Linked DNA regions of Mus musculus: all the other regions are linked to region 1. The links are chromatin contacts, called in public HiChIP or PLAC-seq and promoter capture Hi-C maps. All regions are on one chromosome and are shown on one strand. The core of a region is the stretch at or near the end of the contact, and the rest is flanking DNA. Distances in the headings are between cores, read along the strand shown. Region 1 holds the start of Fbxl14 (F-box and leucine-rich repeat protein 14). Region 2 overlaps Erc1 (ELKS/RAB6-interacting/CAST family member 1). Region 3 overlaps Erc1 (ELKS/RAB6-interacting/CAST family member 1). Region 4 overlaps Erc1 (ELKS/RAB6-interacting/CAST family member 1).

Evidence for each region. Promoter capture Hi-C pulls out the DNA fragments that hold promoters and counts their contacts. HiChIP or PLAC-seq counts read pairs in DNA pulled down with a chosen protein or histone mark.
Region 2: an H3K4me3 HiChIP or PLAC-seq map of pro-B cells shows a contact between it and region 1, with 4 times the contacts expected there. The contact joins the enhancer-like site here to the promoter of Fbxl14 in region 1. A contact is called at or near these places in 9 of 39 promoter capture datasets (the 3T3-L1 cell line, the C10 cell line, the HPC-7 cell line and 6 more), 2 of 15 datasets of contacts at CTCF or cohesin (large pre-B cells and pro-B cells), 84 of 484 Hi-C or Micro-C datasets (the 63-12 cell line, the AML12 cell line, B cells and 49 more), 34 of 115 datasets of contacts at active chromatin or transcription factors (the 230-238 cell line, the HPC-7 cell line, the NIH/3T3 cell line and 25 more) and 1 of 9 other capture datasets (embryonic stem cells).
Region 3: a promoter capture Hi-C map of liver shows a contact between it and region 1, with 2.8 times the contacts expected there. The contact joins the enhancer-like site here to the promoter of Fbxl14 in region 1. A contact is called at or near these places in 7 of 39 promoter capture datasets (the 3T3-L1 cell line, cranial neural crest, hippocampal neurons and 3 more), 2 of 15 datasets of contacts at CTCF or cohesin (large pre-B cells and pro-B cells), 8 of 484 Hi-C or Micro-C datasets (CD8 T cells, Sertoli cells, cranial neural crest and 3 more) and 12 of 115 datasets of contacts at active chromatin or transcription factors (the 230-238 cell line, the SCID.adh cell line, T-cell acute lymphoblastic leukemia and 8 more).
Region 4: an H3K4me3 HiChIP or PLAC-seq map of the SCID.adh cell line shows a contact between it and region 1, with 14 read pairs. The contact joins the enhancer-like site here to the promoter of Fbxl14 in region 1. A contact is called at or near these places in 11 of 39 promoter capture datasets (the 3T3-L1 cell line, the C10 cell line, cranial neural crest and 5 more), 19 of 484 Hi-C or Micro-C datasets (the C10 cell line, CD4 T cells, CD8 T cells and 11 more), 13 of 115 datasets of contacts at active chromatin or transcription factors (the 230-238 cell line, the SCID.adh cell line, T-cell acute lymphoblastic leukemia and 7 more) and 4 of 9 other capture datasets (adipose tissue, embryonic stem cells, liver and 1 more).

The regions. Positions count from the first base shown.
Region 1 is chr6:119,477,842-119,481,354 of GRCm38.p6, forward strand. It overlaps Fbxl14 (F-box and leucine-rich repeat protein 14), which reads left to right and starts at 1,827. Exons shown (of 1, transcript NM_133940.3): 1 at 1,827-3,513. The coding sequence starts at 2,019. The coding sequence ends at 3,221. All of the region lies in intron 1 of Wnt5b (wingless-type MMTV integration site family, member 5B), which reads right to left.
Region 2 is chr6:119,713,299-119,716,811 of GRCm38.p6, forward strand. Erc1 (ELKS/RAB6-interacting/CAST family member 1) reads right to left here. Exons shown (of 21, transcript NM_053204.2): 16 at 382-513. Among named protein-coding and RNA genes, the nearest start is that of Erc1, 130 kb to the right of the region's middle. Within about 2 kb of position 1,858, at least 20 of the 459 cell types and tissues checked have an H3K27ac peak or open chromatin away from gene starts, as enhancers often do. A contact at or near this core is called in the 63-12 cell line, the HL-1 cell line, the HPC-7 cell line and 4 more, where this site is marked.
Region 3 is chr6:119,668,375-119,671,887 of GRCm38.p6, forward strand. The region is part of intron 17 of Erc1 (ELKS/RAB6-interacting/CAST family member 1); the gene reads right to left. Among named protein-coding and RNA genes, the nearest start is that of Wnt5b, 130 kb to the left of the region's middle. Within about 2 kb of position 1,512, at least 8 of the 459 cell types and tissues checked have an H3K27ac peak or open chromatin away from gene starts, as enhancers often do. A contact at or near this core is called in liver, where this site is marked.
Region 4 is chr6:119,633,882-119,637,394 of GRCm38.p6, forward strand. All of the region lies in intron 17 of Erc1 (ELKS/RAB6-interacting/CAST family member 1), which reads right to left. Among named protein-coding and RNA genes, the nearest start is that of Wnt5b, 91 kb to the left of the region's middle. Within about 2 kb of position 1,885, at least 94 of the 459 cell types and tissues checked have an H3K27ac peak or open chromatin away from gene starts, as enhancers often do. A contact at or near this core is called in the 230-238 cell line, CD8 T cells, the SCID.adh cell line and 10 more, where this site is marked.

The DNA.
Region 1 (3,513 bases), core at 577-3,076:
ACAGAAGATAACCCAGATGACCCCAGGAGAGTGCAAACTGAGGCACAGCCAGAATTGTTACACTATACGTCAGGAATTATTTGGTGACAAACAATGTTGCCTCATATTCAGGAAGGCCATAAAAGTCTAAGGGCCTCGGTATGTGCAATGTGAGATACAAAGGGCCTGCAGGAATTTTAGCCACTGCATTTCCTGATTAAGACCCACGGGGTGGGATTTACTGTGTATTGTGCCTGTTAGTTCTGTACACACTCGGGTCTAACAAGTATCTGTTACTTAGGAAAGAGGAGTGGCTAAAAGCCAAGGCGATCGTATTCCAAATTTGGACCACATCCCAAATCTTGTTCAGTGCAAGATGTCAGCAGGTAAGGTCATTGCTACCAAGTCTCATGATCCGAGTTCCATCCTGGAATCCACATGCTAGGAGAGGGATGACTTCTTCAAGTCGTCTTCTGACCACTAGATACTGGCTGTGGAGCATGCCCTCTCCCCATTAAAGAAATACAATGTATTAATAATAATAATGATGATGATGTCTTGTTCAGGTTCCCAAAGAGTCAAGGAAACAGCTAAGTCAGGTTGTTTTGTATCTAGATGTGTGAACTTGTAACTTATTTAAGATTCTCAGGTTCCTTTTCTCTGAACTAAAAACTCTTGGCTTCAGGGGTCATAAAAATACAATTCTGAAATCCTATCCTTCATGCAGATATTTAAGACCCGAGGCTACACTGTATAGAGTTGAGCTCTGCCCTAGATTCATAAAATATACATAAAGCATAAGGCTGGAGCATCTTTAACCAGACCAAAGAGTGTATGTGTGTCAGCACATACAGATGTATTAGGTATCCGTACAGCTGGGCCGTGCAATCTACAGTCTAAGTGGCCGAGGAAAAAGACAAAACCTGGTGTAGGTTAGAGCGCAAGGCAGGGGCAGAAGCAGTGGGAAGTTTTGACACAAAGTTGAAAGGGAAAGGAACTCACATGGGTGTATGGAAACAACAAGATTGTGGAAGGCAGGCACACTGGACAACTTCCAGAAATTTCTAGAACGAGAGCTGTCAAACTATGCTGACTAAAAGCCACTTTCTCCACCAAATTAAGACTCACTACTAAAGAGAAAGGAATGGTGGGAAGGCCGCCCGACTGGGGCAGTGGGTGTGGTGAGATGGTTAAAGGCGCTCTGAGAAGTAACGCGGGCTAGAGGGGATGGAATATGCGGGCAAGAGAGGATGAAGTATGCGGGCGGGAGAGGGCGTGGAGTAAGCGTGGACACCGAGGGGAGCAGCCCGTGGGCCATCGGGCGCTCTTTAGGGCTGCACGGTGCGGCGAGGCCGCCAGCCATCCCGGCGCGCATGGGGTTAAGCCTCCGCGGCCGAGGGCAGAGCCCGGTTTCCAAGGAAACGGCTCCACCAGTTCCGGCGGCGCGGGCGCGTACCACTGAGCGGGGGAGCCGGCGCGGAGGACGCGGAGGGCGCAGCGCGGCTGGCCGGCTCCTAGGGCGCAGGCCCGATCACGCCGGTGAGTTCGCCGCGTCCCGCCGCCCGCGGCCGTGAATCGGACCCGCGCGACTTAGGCGGGGGAGGAGCGGCGCGCGGCGGCCCCAGAGTCCCCCCGCGCAGCGGCCGAGTGCGAGCAGCCCGGGGCTGGGCAGTTTGAACCGCGGACGGCAGACAAAGGCAGCAGGAAGCCGTCCGCAGCCCGAGCGCCCGGCCCGGGCCTCGCCGGCGCGCGCAGCAGCGACGCGGCCGGGCGCGGGATGCCGCAGGGCGCGGGGCGGCGCGCGGGCGCGGACGCGGCGCCCGCCCCGGCCGGGATGTGAGGCCCGAGCGGCCGCGCGGGGGCGGGAAGGGCGGCAGGAAGGAAGCGCCGCTCGGACGCGCCGGGAGGAGGAGCGGCGGCCCGGCCGGAAGGCGGGGAGGGGCGGCCGTTGGCCCGCGGCGGGCCGCTCTCGGCGCCTCCCGGGGCGGCGGCGGCGCCCGCGCCTCCTGCACCCGGCGCGGCGTAGCGGCGGGAGGAAGATGGAGACCCACATCTCGTGCCTGTTCCCCGAGCTGCTGGCCATGATCTTCGGCTACTTGGACGTCCGAGACAAGGGTCGCGCGGCGCAGGTGTGCACGGCCTGGCGGGACGCCGCCTACCACAAGTCGGTGTGGCGGGGCGTGGAGGCCAAGCTGCACCTGCGCCGGGCGAACCCGTCGCTGTTCCCCAGCCTGCAGGCCCGGGGCATCCGCCGCGTGCAGATCCTCAGCCTCCGCCGCAGCCTCAGCTACGTGATCCAGGGCATGGCGAACATCGAGAGCCTCAACCTCAGCGGCTGCTACAACCTCACCGACAACGGCCTGGGCCACGCGTTCGTGCAGGAGATCGGCTCGCTGCGCGCTCTCAACTTGAGCCTTTGCAAGCAGATCACCGACAGCAGCCTGGGCCGCATAGCCCAGTACCTCAAGGGCCTGGAGGTGCTGGAGCTGGGGGGCTGCAGCAACATCACCAACACCGGCCTTCTGCTCATTGCCTGGGGGCTGCAGCGCCTCAAGAGCCTTAATCTCCGCAGCTGTCGCCACCTCTCGGATGTGGGCATCGGGCACCTGGCCGGCATGACGCGCAGCGCTGCCGAGGGCTGCCTGGGCCTGGAGCAGCTCACTCTTCAGGACTGCCAGAAACTCACGGATCTTTCCCTGAAGCACATCTCGCGAGGGCTGACGGGCCTCCGGCTCCTCAACCTCAGCTTCTGCGGCGGCATCTCGGACGCGGGCCTTCTGCACCTGTCGCACATGGGCAGCCTGCGCAGCCTGAACCTGCGCTCCTGCGACAACATCAGCGACACCGGCATCATGCATCTGGCCATGGGCAGCCTGCGCCTTTCCGGTCTGGATGTGTCGTTCTGTGACAAGGTGGGAGATCAGAGTCTGGCGTACATAGCCCAGGGACTGGACGGCCTCAAGTCCCTCTCCCTTTGCTCTTGCCATATCAGTGACGATGGCATCAACCGCATGGTGCGGCAGATGCACGGGCTGCGCACGCTCAACATTGGACAGTGTGTGCGCATCACGGACAAGGGCCTGGAGCTGATCGCTGAGCACCTGAGCCAGCTCACGGGCATAGATCTGTACGGCTGCACCAGGATCACCAAGCGCGGCCTGGAGCGCATCACGCAGCTGCCCTGCCTCAAGGTACTTAACCTGGGACTTTGGCAGATGACGGACAGTGAGAAGGTCAGGTGAGGGCGGCAGTTCCAGTTCCCCCGCCCCGCCCTGTTCATCCCAGGACCACCACTGTTCCGCACACTCACGCGCGCACTTACACGTTCAGGGCAGTGGCCGCGGTGGGGCGATGACGGAAGCCTGGGCTCTCTTCTCCTAGTCTGGCGCCCCTCTCCACTGCGTCTGGAGTTGTTCTGCTCCCTCTACCCACTCTCCTTTCCCAGTGAGGGGAGAGATGGACCCTGCTGTTTCTCTGCCCACTCTTCTGCAGGGTATGGAGACTTTCAGCCACCGACAACTGTATCCTGGGGCA
Region 2 (3,513 bases), core at 608-3,107, 240 kb after region 1:
CAAAGGCTCCTTGAAAAATGATATAAAATAAAGTATTTTCTAATTGAGACATGTTTATGTTCTCATTCACATCCAAGCTGGGGTTTTGCAGTCATGTAAAGAACATACATGTTGCATGTTTTGTCAGTCACACTTCACTAGCTTTTACTACATGAATATATATGAAGCATTCCTAAATGATTACTGCAGAGACCTCACGTTACCATGAGCCGATCCTTGCACAGTTATATTTTAGTCACTCTGAAAGTCTAACCATTACCACTTGATGAAGTAGTTCTGCAGCAGCAGTTCTGAAGCAGTTCTAACAGTCACCTGAAACTGCACTGGCTTTACCTTGTGTTTACCCAGCAGCATTGCTAGTAGCTACATAAAATCGCAGACCTGTTTCTCAGCATTGGTCCTGGCTGATTCCTCTTGTGCCAGCACCATTTCACGCTCTGCAGTTATCTGTACACTTTCTCTCAGTGCTTCTTCCAGCTCTTCAATCCTGTCATCCTTCTTACGGAGACTGTCCTGGAAAACGATGAAGACCCGGTGAAGTAGGTTACTCAGTTACCTCAAGGAGTGCCTACCCATCAAGGAAGAGCTATCATTAAACATCCTTCTATTCAGAAGCAAACTGAGGCCAGAAAGATTCCTCCATAGAGTAAAGAATTAAACAAGGGAAGAAGAGAAATAAAGGAAGCTGAAGTCTGTTATTAAGAGCATAGGATAAAGTTAGTGAAGCGAGGCAGACATGATGGGTTTGCTCTCTGCAACAGAGAGAAGGAAGTGCTGGTGTTAGATGGCATAAGCAATAAGAGGTTAACTATTTAAAAATACAAAGCTATTTTTAAAACCTACCACTTAAACTGGGCTGAAAGCCAGCTCTGATGGAGTCTGTACTTAGAGTCAATACCACAAGACTATCTCCCTTTGAAAGTCACAACTAGATGACAGACTCGAGCTTCATAAAGACAATTTCTGAAACATTTCTTTTCAAAAAGGAACATGCTTACTAACATTTGAATAAAGTGAGACTTTGCCTTCTCCTGAAAAAACTAGAAACACACACATATGTATACATATACCTATGAATACCACTGGTTTGAATATGAATGAGCAATTTAGTTAAGCAAGTAATACACTCTAGTAGGAGTTTGTAATGTTACTTTTCATCTATGTAGCAAAACTCTTATTAGTCTTAAGGATCTCAAGGACAGTATAGCAGTAGGAAAGATAAAAGAAAAAGCCAAGAATGGAACCATGGATTTCTCAGACTATTCTAAGCATTTTCTTTTTGATTTATTAAGGGGATGGGGGAATGCAAACCAAAGGATTTGGAACACAGTACTATATTTGATACTTGAGTTTTGTATTCAAATATGAAAATGAGTAACAAGGTTGCCTATATGTTGATACAAAGAAGAATAAAAGCAAGCCCTTATCTCTTAGTATCTGTTAACTCAAATGAACTAAAGAACTGAAGCTAAAACCAGGCATGGTAACTCCTACCTACACAACAGCACTCGTAAGGCTGAGGCAGGAGGTTGTCCATGAGATCAAGGCCATCTTGAACTACAGTGTGAGACACAGTCTCAAAAAAGACGAGAGAGGAAGAAAGAAGAAGAAAACAAAACTAAGAAACTGGGGGCAGGGGGTGTTTCATGACAGTGGGTTGGGGATAGTGGGGTTTGGGTTCTGCTTTTAAAAATAAAACCAAAAAGTGATGGCAACAGAAACAAAATCAAACAACTGTGATTACCTCAGATAATAACATTCTTGGCTTTACAGCAAATAATCAAAATAACAAAGCAACACTTACAGAAGAGAGTAAATTTTCCCAACTATATATCTGACAAGGGTTAATACTCGAAAATGAGAACTAAACAGCAAGAAAAAGATCCAACTCGTTCATAAAAAGGACAGGAGATGCATAGATACCTTAAAAGAACACATAAAAATGACACATAATTTTGAAAACAAACTCTTCAATGTTACAAGTCATTGATGAAATGTAATTAGAAACCACAAAGATATATTTCAGTCCTTTTGGATCACTATAAAAGACAGGAAGTGAGTACTCATGAGGATGCAGGCAGGGACTCTTTCTCATTCACTATGGCAGACAGGATGGAGCTTCCTCAAAATACTAACACTCAACTACTGCATGAGTCAGCAGTTCCACTCCTGGACATTGAAATGAAAGGATATTGGTGGGCTGCAGGAACATCTACCTGACCAGTCTTACGACAGCACCACATGACGGCTCATGGCTAAACAACAGTCAGGACCAGAATCAGCCTAAGTGTCTATCAATAGATGAATGGATGAGGAAATAGTCTATCTTCCAGCCAGTGAGATGACTCAACCAGCAAAGCTAGATGCTTTGAGTTCAATTCCCTAGAACTTGCATGAAGAATGAACAAGCTGTCTCTACAAAGTTGTCCTCTGCCTTCCATACAAGCACATGGCATATCACGGTATTTCCCCTTATCATACAGACATGTACAAAAACAACAATAATTTTAAAAAGAAAAAGGTTCTCCATGCCATCCGTACTCAGATTGTATGACTTTCTATCTTTCTATCTTCTTCTTCTCTATCTCCCTGGTCCAGGCAATTGCCAAAATTTATGGCTTACCTGATAGGGAGATTTTTAAAACATTAATAATAAAATCATCTTTAAGTTCAATAGTTTTTTTTTTAATGTGCTGTATATACACACCAGGAATACTACCAAACAGGGAGCGGGGGTCGGGGGGAAGGAGGGAGGGAGAGGGAGGGAGAGGGAGGGAGGGAGAGAGAGAGAGTTAGTTTTGTTTTCCATTATGACGATAACCCCAGAGGACATCAAGTTAACTGAAATGAGCTAAGTACATGACGCTAAACTGAGCATATGGAATGTAAAAAGTTGATGTCATAGAATCAGAATGGAAGAGAAACAGTTTCCTTGTTTTGCTTTAATGTAAGGTAGCTAACCCAGCAAGGCTATTCCTGAACCTTGTCTTTCCTCTTTGGGTGGATAGCTAATCATGTCAGACTGAAGTCAGGAAGCCAGCAGTGCGTTGAGACACAGTAACCACCTACATCAGGAAGAAAGGACATGAAGTAGTCTGTGTTGTCAGCCCAGTTTGGATTCTTGGACACACCTTTTGCAAAAAATATATCCTTGCTAAAATACACTTGCTTTGTGTATTCTTTTATGGGACACCAAGATTACTGCTAAGAATTGGGGGCTTTTCTGGGAGTTCAAACCCAACTGGAATGTGTTCAGATTCCCTCCCTAAGGAGAGACATGGCCCTTTCCAACTGCAGTGGCTTCCAGGGTTTCTGGTGAAATACATTTTTTTCTATCAGCAATTACCCCAGTATGGAAGGTTTCTCCACAATACAGCAAAGGGTCCAAATGTGTAAAGACCACTGTAACCAGGCCCATGTGCGAACAGGCCAAGGGTAAGAAATGCTATGAGGGACAGCATCCTCTAGTCAGGCAAGTCATTCTGGATGCTGAAACTTGTAATGCATGAAAGG
Region 3 (3,513 bases), core at 262-2,761, 190 kb after region 1:
TCATTCTGAAGGAGCAGAAGATTTGGCTAGAGAGACATGGAAACATTATTGCTTAATAAATTCCAACAGTTTACTAGCTAGTACTTAAGAGTTCGAGTTTCCATTACAAAGAACTATAGTGAACACAACTGCAGAAAAGATCTAGAGAAACATAAAATTATCATTTTAAGAAAGGCAATGGTACTATCTAAATTGTTATGTCTACCTTCCTCTTCTCTCCTACTCTTTCAATGCACTAGACATCAAAATGACAAACATAAAAAATGTATGCTTTCAATAAGCCCAAAATATGAGAGAGGTAAATAAAAGACAAGGTTTTATTTGTAACATCGCCAAACTGTCTTGCTAGTGAGGCCGCGCAGTGGGTAGAGATCACTTGCTGTCCTATGATGTAAGCCTGACTACCTGAGTTTGAGCTCAGGGACCCAAGCAAACGTGGAATGAAAGAACTGATACCATCTCCAACCAGCTAACACCTCAGATTTCTACTTATGGTTGAGTGGGTAAACTGTGGTATAGTCACAGGATGGAATGCAACATAGCAAGTGTAAATGAGCTACTGTTACACATACACGGAATGAAGCACGGGTGCATACAGAAGAAGACACACTACAGAAGGGGTGTGAGAGGGCTGTGAGGTAAGTGGATAGGGACAGTAAAGACGGGAGGGTCACTTAGGGGCAGGTAAGTATCCCCACGCCTGCGAATCACCTATAAAGCACAACTATGGTTCTGACAAGAAAAAAGACAAGAGAAGAAATCAAGCAGACATGGACTGGACACGGTACCAGAATTCTTGAGAATAGAGGAAGGGCTTAAAGATAAGCTCTAGTGTTATTTTAGAAGAAGTGGGGACATTTTATTTCAGGTAGTAATTTTAATGTTACTATAAAAACCTCATTTGGGGTGTTTTATGAATAGTTTTATATTATATAGGTAGTATGGAATGTAAGTCTGATATATAATTATATACCATTTAGTTTTGCTTGCTGTATATTGCATGCAGAAACTAAAATGTTTATAGGTAAACCAACCAGACAACAAGATGATACAGAAAATTCCTCAAAATCGCTGGAGTTGGTAGGAGCTCCAGGGTAGATTGGTTATTATTACAGAAACCTTTGGGATTAAACTTTCTAGCCCTTTCTAATCTGACATTCTTGATTTAAAAAAAAAACAACTAAATAAAATCTTTGAGATTCAAATTACTTGGAAAAACTCAGTTAATGAATTTGGAAGGAAGAGAGGGTCTCTTGAAGCTCTTCCACTGTGGTTCATAAAATAAGTTTAAAGTTGCTATATCTCTGTGAGTGTGTCTCCATTATCATTACTGCCAAATGTATTCTTCAGGAGTCCCTCAGACGCTCTCAGAGGCTAATAATTCTGGCTTATAAGAATATACTGCATGCTACACATGCCCGTGTCTTCAGGCCGTTCAAGAGTATGCTCATCCTGAAAATGTGTGAACTCTGTCTGAGAACAACTGCATGAGTCACAGCTTCCAAACAGCTATTTTGCACCTTGAAACTTTATACCAGTTCACTTCTATATTCATCTCGACATGGATCAGTTCCCAAGCTGTGTTTACTTTTCCACTGTCTGCAAATATTTTTATGACTTCTTTTGAAGTGACTGTCACAAAACCAAGTCAGGGTCATGGCCTCTTTCCTAGTAAAACAAAGACTTCTGCCTCCACATTCAATTTGAAGAGAGGAAAAGACAATGTGTATTCTATGTTAAATGCTATCTGTATAAAGATAAGCTCTAAGGCAGTGGTTCTCAACTTGTGCTTTGCCAGCCCTGGGGGATTCAACAGATTGCTTCACAGGGGTCACCTGAGACCAAAGGAAAAAGCACAGATATTTACAATTCATAACAGTAGCAAAATTACAGTTATGAAGTAGCAACAAAAAATAATTTTATGATTGGGGGTCACCACAACATAAAAAACTGTATTAAAAAGTCGCAGTAGGAAGGGTGAGAAGTACTGGGCTAAGTTATTTCATAATTGGCAGAATAGATTAAATGAGCTTAATTATGCATTATGAGTAGGCCTGTAAATTCTGTACTTTTAAAGTAATTTCTCACAAATTTATGAGACAGACATTTACTACTTTATATACATGAAATGAGAGCACAATAATGTCAGTGTCACACATTGTATAATTAAATCCAATTCTAAGTTGAAAACTCATGCTTTTATTGCTATATTAAAGAAACATAATATTAAAATATTATATAGGTAATACATTCACTCCCCACCTTTCTCCATGCAGATTAGATTTTTAACACAGCTACGCATGTGATTTACCAGTCAGACTATAAACTCAGGTCTCATTCATACGGTTTTTCAAAAAGTATAAAGAATATATAAACGTAGTCAAAGCATGACACTGCATGCTTATGATACTAGTGTGGAGGGAACTTAGACAGCAGGGTTGAGATTCAAGAGCACTTTAGACTATACACTGTGATTCTGTCTCAAAATATTGTGCTTTATAGTTAAAAGACAAAAAAAAAAAAAACAAAAAAACAAAAAAAAAACCTTCACTCATGCTTGTTCTTACTGCCCCAGGTTAATGGTCATTATATGCCCAGCTTCAAATTTCCTTCTTTTAAAACAAATAGTAGTATATAACATTCCCATGCTGTTATTTTCATTTAATGGTATCAACTAGAAGATTTGTGTGGTGATATATACCTGAAATCAGATATCAAACAGAAACAAGTATCAACTTGGACTTGAAGTCCTCTGATCTTATGGTTCTACTTTGCAAATTTTATTCTGCAGATGTACACATATGAAATGACTTTGGCTTAAGATTATTTTCATGCTAATGAAAATCTGCATTCATATAAACTTTTACTAAATAACATATATAATAGAGGAATTTTAAAAGTAATTTAATTATTTACCAAGGGAAGAACAGTTAAATGTATTATGGAATACCATTCCCAAAGATAGGAGAGTTAACTGTGATATAGAAGGATAATACAAATGTAAACCTAAGTCAGCAGAAATTTAGTAAGTAGATATGGATATTGTCTAGTACATATAAGAATATAAAATTCTATAATACTATGTGGGGAGAGACTAATATTGGCAGCAATTCAGTAAGAGGTATCAAAGTTAAGTATGTATGTCAGACAGTGGTGGCGCATGCCTTTAACCCCAGCACTTGGGAGGCAGAGGCAGGCGGATTTCTGAGTTCGAGGCCAGTCTCGTCTACAGAGTGAGTTCTAAGACAGCCATGGTTATTCAGAGAAACCTGTCTCAAAACAAACAAACAAACAAACAAACAAACAATGTATATGTTCTTATTAGCAAATTCTATTAAAGAATATATGCTAGAGAAATATACTTACATATGTTAAAAAAAAAAAGCAAGAATAATGACATTCTCTGAACTGTAATACACCAAAACAAAAGGTTGTCAATAAGCAGAGTGTAAATGTTCAAGTTGACAAACTACAAAATTCGGATTAAAAATATGCACCAAAAAAATAAAACTG
Region 4 (3,513 bases), core at 635-3,134, 160 kb after region 1:
AATGCTCATGGGGTGGCAAGCCTGCTGACCTGAGCTTGATGGTGGAAGGAGAAAACTGACTACAGTAGAAGGGGAGAGATGTCTAGTTTCTAGCCTCTACACTGTGCATGTGTGCATGTACACATACTCACGAGGGGGTAATAAAAAAAGAAGAACAGCACAGTGTGAAAAGGTGAAATTATTCCACATTGTTGAAGTGTTTTGATCGAGTTCCAATTCTTACATAAACGGTATGCTTGGACAGTTAGGGATAGAGACAGTATTGTTCTCTTGGATATGTTATAATTTTAATAAATTTGCAATGGATACTATTAATGCCCAAAGAAAACATGCATAAGGCTCTGGAGCCTCTCTTGCTTTTCACCGGGATCCACTCCAGATGCTGCTCAGGTCACACCTGAGTGAGTGGTGTCTCTCCCCATCCTGACAGCTGATTCTGCAGACAGACTCTAGGCTAGCACATTCCAAGCTATGAGTTACCCAACTCCTAAACACCTAATATAATAGATGCACACTAACCAAATGGGTGCCTTATCCTCATGTTCTCCACACCCTAAAGGTGACACATTCTTTCCTCAGAATGCAAGAAACAATCCTCTCCCATTGCCATCTGGGAATCAGAGACTGCCTGACTTGCAAGCATTTACTATGGACTCATCAACCCCCTGGCATACAAACTCTCCCTTTCCTGTAAGAAGGCAACCTCACTTTGTCCTTTGGGCCTCAGCTTTCCTCAGGACCTTTGCCATGCCTGTCTTGTTAATAACTCTTGTAATAAACCAAGCTCTTATTTACATGAACAATCTGCCTCGGGGTTCTCTTGAGCCCAAACCTGAGACTTTGCACTCTCGTTATGTTTTAGATGTTATATAGTGAAGCACAGCAATACACCTCTACTGCTTTGCTGTAGCTAGTACCTCTGCTGTATGCATTCCCAAGGTTTTCAGATATTTAGCAATGGTTAAAACTACCTGGAACTACTAAGCCTTTACTTGGGTTCCTTGCAAGATCTGGTAGGACAAAAGCCCTATGCTCAGGTCTAGCATGGAGAGTTACACTTATCATCTATGTCCCACAGCTCTCCCTTTACTAGTCCTGGGGAGGCAGGAGAGATGTCCTGGCTCCTCACAGTTGACTGTTGCTGAATAAAGTCTCTTTTGCAAGCTTGTCCTCTTGCTAGTACACATACTGGGTGTGGAGCAAACTGGATCTCTTTGGGCGAACCGCCTTGAAAACACTGTGGAGCTTCTCCCTCTTCTTTGCTCATGGAGACTGACCTCAGGGCCTTGAGTTCCACCACTGAGTTAAATCCTTTGAAAAGGTTTAAGACAAGGCAGGGATGTGTAAGCCACAGCAACAGCTTTAAACTTGGTGGGATCACCCTTGCTGCTCTCCTGGAACATCTGACAGGAAGGACTGATTACACGGTGAGCTGGTTATTAGGTGCTTATTAGACCCACTGTGAAAAAGTTGAAACTTGTTTAAAATGTTGTGTTTTCAGAGGCAAAAAATCAGAATGAAACAAAACAGTTAAGTTGTGAAAGAAACTGGGTTTAGTTGTTGTCTATTGAAAACAGTCTTTGTAAGAAGATACTTTTTGATAAAAGTACTATTTTTCTGATGAAAACAGAGAAACAGAAAAGAATATAAAAAAAGTCAGAAGTGATCATTTTTAGGAAAAGATACAGAAATCAGAAGTTGATCACAACAGAGTGCTCCCGACTAGAGGCTGCCCCCAGATGGAGTCCTGCTAGCACAAGCAGCCTCACTGTTTGCCTGGAGAGCCCCAAGAGAGCAACTAGGAAGACACAAGGGAGAACCCCCAGAGGATCAGAGGACAAAATGTCAGCGCACTTCCTGCCGAGTCACTCTCCCTATTCTGAGTCTATTCCTCAGTTAACAAACAAACACCCCACCCCATCAACCATGGATACAAACATTTCAGTGGTTAGCAACCCCTATTTCCTGAGTAAGTTGCAGCAGAAAGGCAAGTCATTAAAGTGGCTAGTCACTCTGTCCCTGGTGCTGTAAACTACACCAGCTGAACTTGCTCTTTGACCTGCATAGACTAATGGAATCAAGATGTGCACTACTGTGGCATGTGAGCTCCAGGAAATAGTAAGACCTCCCCTCTGTTCCTTTCCCCATTCTGGGCAAATTTCAGAAACCAGAGACAAATATCAAAGGCAAAGAAAGCTGAGCATCCTTTGATGATTTCGGAATCTTTAACACATTGGCCTTCCAGCACCAGTAAGTAAGAAACTGCAACCAAGACTGAAACAGTGACTTGGCGGGAGTGCTAAGCATGTGTGTGTTCCACAGAAGCACACTGAAGTACACGGGACATGAATTAAGGAGCATAACCAACAATGTTTACCATCCCCTCCTTGTCCAAGTATGAATTCCAAGTTGGATAGCTGCAGAATTATATACAATATACTCCACAATCCTGAAAGCTTTTGGGGAAAAGATCAGATGAAAGAAGGAGGCCAGTGGCTTAGCATGCTAATACCATGGGGTAAGCTCACCGTGTAATCAGTCCTTCCTGTCAGATGTTCCAGGAGAGCAGCAAGGGTGATCCCACCAAGTTTAAAGCTGTTGCTGTGGCTTACACATCCTTGCCTTGTCTTAAACCTTTTCAAAGGATTTAATTCAGTGGTGGAACTCAAGGCCCTGAGGTCAGGCTCCATGAGCAATACCATGCTAATACCATGGGTGAAGAGGCATAGGTTAATTGTCAACAACCCATATTAAATAGGAAATCCACATTCTCTTATTAATGGATTACATGCACTTTGATTCTGTTGCCTTATTATTTAACTCACTAGCTATCCAGAGATTATAGGCGATTTCTGGGATATCTGTTTTGTTCTTCTATCTCATGCCCTGAAGATGTCCACTCAACTATAATTTCCTCCCTTCTCTGCAGAGGTCTCAGTGTATGCAAGACACATTAACCTGTTTAACCTTTGTGAAAGGCCTGCTGAGGTAACTCCCTAACGATTCCAGCATCTCTACTTACTTTGAGGCTCCCCACCCTCAACTCTGTGAAGCAGTTATCACACATAGCAGTAGTGATCTGTATTCCACGACTACACTGCCTTGTACAACAGTACATGAACTCAATTCTGGAATTAATGAAAGCTTCATTTTATTAGTATACAGAGATATTTGCTTAACAATTAATTTAGCAAAAGTTATTAACTTTCCTTCTTTTGTGAAATACAGCTATTTATTCTTTAAGTAAGGTAAGCTTAAAGAAAATTCATTGTTATATAAAACATTTATTTGAAAGAAACAATAAGGCAAAAGACACCGTCAATAAGACAAAAAGACCACCAACAGATTGGGAAAGGATCTTTACCTATCCTAAATCAGATAGGGGACTAGTATCCAACATATATAAAGAACTCAAGAAGGTGGACTTCAGAAAATCGAATAACCCCATTAAAAAATGGGGCTCAGAACTGAACAAAGAATTCTCACCTGAGGAATACCGAATGGCTGAGAAAC